Linked DNA regions of Anser cygnoides: region 1 is linked to region 2. A link is a contact called in public Hi-C data. All regions are on one chromosome and are shown on one strand. The core of a region is the stretch at or near the end of the contact, and the rest is flanking DNA. Distances in the headings are between cores, read along the strand shown. Region 1 overlaps TMEM132C (transmembrane protein 132C). Region 2 overlaps TMEM132C (transmembrane protein 132C).

What was found. A called contact is a pair of places that touch in the nucleus more often than the background predicts.
Region 1: a Hi-C map of liver shows a contact between it and region 2, with 4 times the contacts expected there. The contact joins two enhancer-like sites. A contact is called at or near these places in 2 of 7 Hi-C or Micro-C datasets (both in liver).

The regions. Positions count from the first base shown.
Region 1 is chr17:5,101,324-5,105,813 of Taihu_goose_T2T_genome, reverse strand. All of the region lies in intron 3 of TMEM132C (transmembrane protein 132C), which reads right to left. Among named protein-coding and RNA genes, the nearest start is that of SLC15A4, 120 kb to the left of the region's middle. Within about 2 kb of position 2,858, at least 2 of the 3 cell types and tissues checked have open chromatin away from gene starts, as enhancers often do. A contact at or near this core is called in liver, where this site is marked.
Region 2 is chr17:4,991,454-4,995,912 of Taihu_goose_T2T_genome, reverse strand. All of the region lies in intron 1 of TMEM132C (transmembrane protein 132C), which reads right to left. Among named protein-coding and RNA genes, the nearest start is that of TMEM132C, 34 kb to the right of the region's middle. Within about 2 kb of position 1,317, at least 2 of the 3 cell types and tissues checked have open chromatin away from gene starts, as enhancers often do. A contact at or near this core is called in liver, where this site is marked.

The sequences.
Region 1 (4,490 bases), core at 1,609-4,108, 110 kb before region 2:
TATTTATTATTGACTACTTCCCCATGGCAACATTATAATGCTGCATTAAAATTGCAATCACTGGAGTTTCTACCAAAAAAGTTTTCTTTACCTTTTTTTTTTTTTTTTTTTTTTTAATCTTCTGCTTTTCTCAAGCATTTGAAAATTTCTCCACAGAACATACTTTGTTTTGGAGAAAAAAAAGTAATTCTCTATTAGTCATGAAGACATTGTCACCAGCAGGATGGAGACTTCAGGTCTAGAGTCAGCATGTTTGCACGGAGAAAAAAACTCCTGGGTCTTTGTTTCTTGGCAGTCCCATCTGACACTTCTGCTTAATAGAATGAAAAAGCAGGAAAATATAGAATATATTTGCTAATGTAGCAGAACTGTCTTTAAGCAAAATGTTCATCAAAGTTTCTTGAAGATGCCAGCTAGCTTGTAAAAATTTCTTTGTACAACAACTGAATATTTGTAGCTAAAATGTTCCTTCTAAGACCTGATAGCGGACATCAGTTTTCAGGCAGAGCGCAGACGTTCCCGTCTGACTGTCAGGCACATGAAGATCAATGTGTCCTCAGTATTTCAGGAAGACGAATGAAGGAGACACGATCCTATTGTTAAATGGCCTGTGTGAAAACCAAGTGCCTACGCGATTGACAAAACACTTACAGATATACTAAAGAGCAACTTCGAAGTGATGACTCTGACATCTCTGGTTCTTTCCAAATCTGTTTTTTCTCTACAGCACCTCAATTAGAAAACAGCTATGTCCAATTTATTGGGAAGTCTCAGTTTCAAATTTGCTAAATCAGGCCCTGATTCAAAGAAAACAAAAACAAAACAACAAAAACAACAAAAACAACCACTTCCTTACTATAGTGGATTTGGATGAGGCTTTTGAGAGAAGCCACGCTTTATAAATGTGACTTGCCACTGCAATGAACAAGTTTTCATCTTAACTTGACCCTTAGGAAGGGTGTAGGAGTGCTTGGGGGAACCATATGCTACATGATATCAGACTACTCTTTAAACAACAGTGAGTTTTTTATTACAGAAAGTAATAAACAAGAGTCTAGCACAGAATGTCTCTATGCACCATATAGTTACATATTTGTCTCACAGCCCAGAGCAAAGATTTTTAAATCTACTGTGAGTGTTTTCCAAGCAATGATTATTGCCTTTTTATACCTTCTTTTTCTACACCTTTCTACACTAGGTAAATCAAAATAGGTTTCTGCGTAATTATATGAACAACTTTTAGGGGACACTGTCAAGAGGAAGAAAAAAAGCTTCTAAAGACCAAGCCCTCCCTTTGTTATTGAAATCTGCGGCAGTATTAGTCACCCCTCCAGCCCTTTGCTGACTTTTGACACTTCACTTGATCAGAGAGGTGGAATTGGACTGATGAAAGTCCAGCTTTCCAAGGCTCTGAAGTAATACCAAGCCAACAGTGAAAGTGCTACTCTACACACAGTACATGCATATGGGATTCAAAAGAGCCTTGTTACTGCAGATTACCAAAGTCCCACTTCTCAGCTGAGCCACAGTCGTACATCTCGTGCATGCTGTTAAATTGGGGTGATTGAACTGCATTTACACCTTTGTCTACATGCTGTGGAAACCTTCTTATACTTGATAATTGCTCCCGTATGAGAACACCAGCAGAACTGGCTCCACAGCTATGGGAATGTCAGATAAGAGGTCATTATTACAGACAACCACTCGAATTTTGTCAGTACAGTGTGTGCCATGCTCTAATCCGAACTGCCAATGGGCAAATGCACTCACAGCTGTATGCAAGGAAAATTCAAGACTGGCATAGATTCTTATTCTATAAAATAGGTTCGCAGGAGCAACACTGAAAAGGTTAAAAATGTGGAAGGATGACAGCCAGCATGATGGGGTGGTCTTGGAAATTACCAGCATAAATATAAAGGAGTTTGCACCTTCCGGCCTCTTCCCAGCTACACATCCTTAATCTAGTTTGATTTTCCTGTGGTAGCAATCTGTCAGATGCATCCCCTTCAGAACAAGATTATAAAAGGAGTGAATCATGGACACATTATTATTCCCCTCAGCATGCGGCACTTTTTCTTTAAGTACAGAAACCATAGTGTGCAGGAAATGATCCATCTTTTAAAATTTGTGTCAACATCTCTCAAAACTCTTGGAGCTGTGCAGCGAATACTGCTAACCATTCTCCTGTGTCTGAAAATCAGTATGATGACAACACTAAAATATGTTACATGTGACACTTTTGTCCTGACCTTACTTTCACTCAAGTCGATCGGCTTTCTGCTTTTGATTTTGATGGGAATAGGGCCGCTGTTTCATTGTCACCTCTCTTGTACCTTCAGGCGCACTCTCCAGCAGCAGTGTCAACTTGGAGAAGCCAGAGCAAGTTCAAAGTATTTTCTGATGCCCAAGGCAAAACAAGAGATGACCTTTTCCACCAGCAGAGAGCTGCTTATAGGCTGCTACTGAATATTCCACCAACTGTAATGCTCTGCTCCCAGAGCTGACCTGGCTGCACTACATATGAGATGGGTTTTCCTTTTGTTGTCCTTCTCCTCCTCCTCCTAATCCTACGAATTGGGATCATAGTATGATTTTCTCCTGTTCCACAACTTTGTCTGTACTTTCATCTGTGACAAGACACATGCTCTTGTGTCACTTGGCAGAGTGCTCAACGTCAGGCTGCAAAGCACTGGACAACAAACCCAACAAATCCCTTTCCTTGTGCCAAGATTATTTCAACAACCAGGTTTCAGGAATGTGGATGGCTGAGTGATTGTTTATGTCTGGCCATGGAAAGTAAAAATGTTGATGTCCAAATGTTTTTGGTCACAAAATAATGGAATAGTTGTAGCTTCCTCAAGGCCACCTAAAGTACCGTGCTCAATATTGTGCCTCAAGATCACAATAGAAACACCAGTGTTGTTGGACCATGCTAAAATCACTAAATAAAACCTTTTTGTTATAGAGATTTTAAATTCTGGCTAATGCAGAGACGATCTTTGTAGAGTAATCTGACACACAGAATGGAATTTCCAGGGGTGTTCAACTCTGTTACTCTGGTGAGGGAGCAGTGCTAAGCCAATAGGGTGCACACAGAGCTGTCAAATGCGGGACACAAATTGCTGCAAATATTTTACTGTTGCCAAATATATGGTTTGTACTAGAACAAAGAGGTTAGCATATTCCACATGGGATGGCCTGAGTCTCTTACACATTCTAGACATCCTCATATCTACACACCATTCAACATAAATGATCTTTGAAAATGGACAAATATTTTCTTAAGAACTTCCAGCAGCATTGCCAACTCTTCCCAGAACTGCATTTTGTTGGGAAGATAGCTCTTAATTTCACAGATAGGCTGTCTGTGCTACCCAGTTACTTCTATAAAGAGATTTGGCCTTTATGACTAATTGAAAGGGTTTCCCAAAGCAGATGGAGCATTTTGAATATAGAGAAAGGGAATTACAGAAATACCGAGCTTCAAATATTCAAAAATAAAGACAAAATTGTGCCTAAGGCAATACTGGCAAGTAAGAGGTGCTCTGGGCTATCAGAGGTCATCTCTTCATCCTCAGTAGATGTCATGTAGTGCAAACTGACATTATTTCCTGACATCAGTGGATTTTGATTCGATTCCTCTTGCTGATGGTTTGGTTCACAAAAGGAGAATGTCTGGGTAAAATGGACAGAGAAAAGTGAAGAGGAAAAAAAACAGAATATCTTATCTGGCTGTATCAAATTAACACACACTACTTCCATGTTCTTCTTATGCCAGCAGAAGAAAAAAAATGTTTCTGGAATTATTGATGCAATTTACTGGCAAGTACAAATGTATCTTTGACAAGCCAAAGTGAGAAGATAGAAGTTGTGAATGAAATGCTGTGTGTGTGTGTGTGTGTAGAGTGGGAAGTAATAGAGATGCAGAAAGCCTGTTGGTCAGGCTGAATTTGTCAAACAAATGACATCTACTTCCCTTCCCCCTACCCAGTTCTTAACCTATACATTAGATTTATGTTACGCTTGGCTAGCCAACATCTGCCATCAAACTCCTGTGATATTAACTGCACAACTTTGGCCCTTTACATGCAGGGGAATTCAGATCAGATGGTCTCTTTACAGATAAATTCTCCTTGCTCAATTGCTGTCCCCTCCTCTCTCCCTGCTTCAAAGCTCTGGTAACTGGTTCTGGGTTAAACAGCAAGCATCTCTGTTAGCTGTATGCTGTTGGCTTATGTTAGCATCACGTGGTCGAGTGTTAAGAGTCTGTGTCAAAGCCCTTTCTGGGGTCATGGACTAACTGTATGATCTCACACCAGTCATTTGTCTTGCCTGTCCTTCTATTAAGCCTGTTAAGAGAAATGATTCAATAGAAGAAAAACAGGAGCTCCTTGAAGACATTGGCACATATGAGTTGAACTTTTTTCGGTGAAGAAGCTATAAAAAAAGACTGCAGTGAATTCTGAAATATCAATTTGTTAAAAAGGCAG
Region 2 (4,459 bases), core at 68-2,567:
ATACAATAGGTGTTTGAAATGAACTATTTTGTTTCAGCTGCTCTACGTGAATCCCACATAGCCCACACATTCCAGCCCTCAGCCCCTCTTACTTGTCCAAAATCCTTATTCTGTAAATTATTTGTACAAATGGGGTTTAAAAGGAATTTACACTCTTTGCCCCAAATCTCTTCAGAACCCACATTTTTAAGACAGCTTCCAGAAGCACTCTTTTTCTGCTCTATAAAATGTATATAACTAACAAAACTCAGGTGTGGGAGGGAATGTCACATAAGAACTCCCCTAAACAAATTCCAGTCTCACAAGAGATCAGATCTGGCCCTCCAGCTATTTCCAGACCTCTCTACATCACGGGACTGTGGTGAAAGCATTTTTTATGAAATAGCTAGGTCCCTAAACTTCCAGGAACCACTTGAATTCATTCAAAGGACTCCCTAATTTACACCAGCTATTTAATCAAGAATATCAGTAGTAAGTTCGGATGTTCAGAGTTCAGCTGAAACTTAGGACAAAAAAGAGGATGCAGATTTCAAGAACAAGAGCTGTAAGAAGTCTGACAAACGTTTCCAGCTCCACAGTGCAACATTACCTGATGTTTGCCGTTTCAAACAATAATAGCTGCAGTTAACACATTCCAGCTGGGAATTAGTGGTAGCATGATGTTGAAAAACCTTAGCCTTTGATGTCCTGGTGAAACAGACCTTGAATTATTATCATTTTTTTTTCTACATTTGCAAACCAGCTTTACAGACCAGACCTAGGTATTGTAATCAGTCTGTCCTTTTGGTCACTCCCAGCTGGGAACAGAATTTTGTGACCATAGTATAACTCTTCTCCATATGCCTGGAAACATGAAAACATGTAATAAACACAGGTATAATTTTAGATAAAGATTTAAAATAAGGTTTTTAAAAGGCATTCATGAAGTAATAACTAAGTTTCTAGCTCATCAGCTTTATCATTAAAAAATAGTATATTATTTCATGGGAAAAATCATTTACTTCATAATTCCCACAGTAACTGCCCTAATGAAAACATTCAGAGGTGTTGTGTATTTGTAATTTGAAAGGCACATTTCAGCTTGCTACTTCTGTTCCTGAAACTGTGATAAAAATTGCACAACAAGAGTCCTGTAGTCAGCTGTTGACAGGATTTTGTTTTATTTAGACACACAAAAGTCCAAGTGAACCTTTGTGCTTCTCTCCCTTCCTAACACAACTCGACCAGAGAATTCAAAGGGGTCAGACCACACAAATACATGAATCGAGTTTGATCCTGGTTTATGTAAGTCAGTGGAGTCACACCACAGATGGCCTTTAAATCTGCTCTGACCTGAAGGACTGATCAAATATACTGGTTAAAGTACACTGGAGATTTTTTTTTTTGCCACTGTCACCACAGTTTTATAATCTTGAACGTGTTTATTTTTAAACCTCTGAGGCTATTATCCCTTCTTGTATCTGAGCAGACGTGACTTGCCCAAGGGTACTCAGACAGCTTGTGGTGGTGGAACAGGGGGAATTACCTACAGCATCTAATTTTACATTCACAAATCTAATACCAGTAGAGGTACGTAAGAAAGATTTTCTTATTCATAGTAGTGAACTCTGAACTCAGTAAGTAAACTTCTTTACTCACAGAAGTTGCTCATTGGCATTATACAAACTGAAGATCGAGATCATAGTCTACAGCCATACTCAACAGCACAGATTTATTTATTTTTAATATATATTCTTAATACAAGAGTCAGTGTTGATTTAATTTAGTGCTAGGAAGGACTGCGTAAACACGAGTACCATTAATGAGGTAAAAATGTTAACTGTCAGCAAATTCAGCCAAAATGAGCACTAACCTAAGAAAGATCAGAAGATGAATGTCATTTGAATTCAAAGCCACAAACTCAGATCAGATGCTTTTATACCTTAACAAGACTAGTCAAAGTTGGAAATTTACAATGTAACTCAAAACCAGAGAAAGTCCTATGTGCTGCTGACAACACCATCAAGAGAAAAAGATAGAAATTATTGCTGATTTTTAATAGAAATAAAACTGTATCAGCATTCATCCTTTCAGAAAGGAAAGTCCAGGCAATAACTGCTAAACAGAAGATAAAAAAAAGAGGGGATGAGGGGAAAGGAAGAAATCCGATGAAAGAAAATAAATCCAATTACAGAAGAAAACAGTCACGTCCCTCCTCCCACCCCCCCTCCAGTTTTAGGCATAAGGACAGGTCTATCAGCTTTCAGAAGAAGCTAGGTGATTATCTCTGCTAGTCTCCCTGTAAAATTCCACTCTCATCTTCCCTACAGGTTCATCTACTCTGGCTCCAAATGAATTACAAAGATTTTTTCTTCTTCTAAGTGTCTACTGTGAAGTGAGTGTACTCTTGAACTGCCCTCAGCCCATTTGCTATTTCACTAAGAGTACAGAAAAAAGCGTTCAGTTTAATTTTCCCTTCTTTTAAATCCACATATTTCCCCCCTGCACTGAGCAATGGGAAACAGATTCAGACAGCCTTAAAACACTATCTCAGCAACAAAGCATGCAATGTGCTCCATCTCATCTCGCCACTCCAACTGAGTTTACAGCAGTGGGTGGCTTTCAAACCTAACATTTGATCAAAATGAAAAACTGGGCATTCCTTTCACCCTATGACAGGCAGGCTGATATAAATCACAGCCTTCCCAGCAAGGGTTCTTCCCCAGACAATGAATTGTGGCAGTGTCTCAAAGCTCAGCCTGGGCCATTGTAAGAGAAAGTTTTAGGTTTTTAAAGCCGGCCTGGGCTTTTTACAACAGCACTAAAACCAGAAAAGGGAGAAAATTTATGGTATGGCTGTTTGTGACGGGTGAAGAAGATGTTTCCCCTCAAAAGTTGTATTTTCAGTGCATCGCTCCTGGTAGGTTTGTGCCAGCTTATGGTTTTATTATTCATATTTCACTAGCACTGAAAGCTCCAAATCAGATCATCCACCTCCTCCTATTTTATGCACTTACATACACATGTAGATAGGGCAAGGCAGAGTTCATACACTGCTCCTTCATTGTTTTGTCAACAAACAGCCAGCCTTCGTTAGTCAGCACCTCTGGAAAAAGCTCTCAGATCTGTTCTCTCAAGGACTGCATTGCACAGATCCTCTGGTTCTGATTTAGCAAGTGGACAGTGCAGGTAAGCGGTAAGTAACAGCTACTAAATCAGTGTTGCGTGCGCGCGTGTGTACACACAACAATGCCTGATCAAAGCAAAGCTGATACCATACACAGCACCGACGTTTTTCTTTGCTAACCCGGTAACCTATTAGAAATGCCCTCCGGTCTCAACAATTTTAAGCCTTAACTTCAAAAGATCAGCTTATCCTTCAGGGCTAAGCTGACTGACAGGTGGGGGTTGGGAAGAAATCCAGTCCCCTCCCTTCAGCCCTATCATATAGGGTTGCACAATTGGCTAGGCACATTAGGGGGTTTCTCCTGCATTCCTCTGAGGCATTTGAAAAAGGCCACCTCCAGAGCTCGGACACTGTTTGATGGACCACTGTGTTTCTCTGTCCCAGCTTTGTGTAACAATAGCTACGTTTATGTGAAGCCTGCACTATGAAGAGGCAAGAAGTTGGTGTTATTGTAGAAACCGGCTATTATATTATACAAGGGAGCAGCAGCAGTTCATCTGCTGTTAGATACCTACGTACCTGCCAGATGCAAAGGGCACAGGAGGTTTGAGCAGCCCTGTGTGCATCAGCTGGTCCTGCTTAAACAACTGCTGGATTCCCCAAGGTTTTTAGAAAGCAAGGATTTATAAGGATAGCTATCCTAAAAGCCTATCGTGCTGCATAACAATAAGCATTAATAAGAGTAAAATGAACATAATGACTGCAGATTAACAGAGAAACCAAGAAAAGGCAGACAGCCTAAGAACATACACTGAGAAAAGGCAAAAAAAAGTGCACACAATTAGATAGAGATGAGGCACACATGATCTCAGTAGAGTTTTTAAAGAGCCATCCACTGAGGAGCATGTGGAGAGGCACTCAGAGACTTTCCCTTGGGGTATATGTATCTGTGATCAAAAGGTCAAGAACCGCTGCAACAGACACTGCTCCAGCCGTCTGGCAGGCTCATCCCCAGAAGGAGAGTCATGAGCTTTGTACTCTACAGCTTTGTAATGCATACCCCATTGGCCACACCTGGTCAGCATTATTCCTAAGGCAGCAAATATCCTCTACCCCCACAAGGGCTCCAGTTGTACTTCCCCACTACCACCCTCAAACAGAAGGGATATTAGGACAGGGCAGGAACATCACTGAGTTGGAGACTTCCGTGCATCACGCTGTGCATCCATACAGAGTTTCTCAATGTCCCCTTCTATCAATGATATATTTTCTTCCCTAGAGTATATCAAATAACTTAAAGCACTTCACTGACTAAGCAGAAGCCAGGGGGATATTTGGGTAACAAAAGAGTTA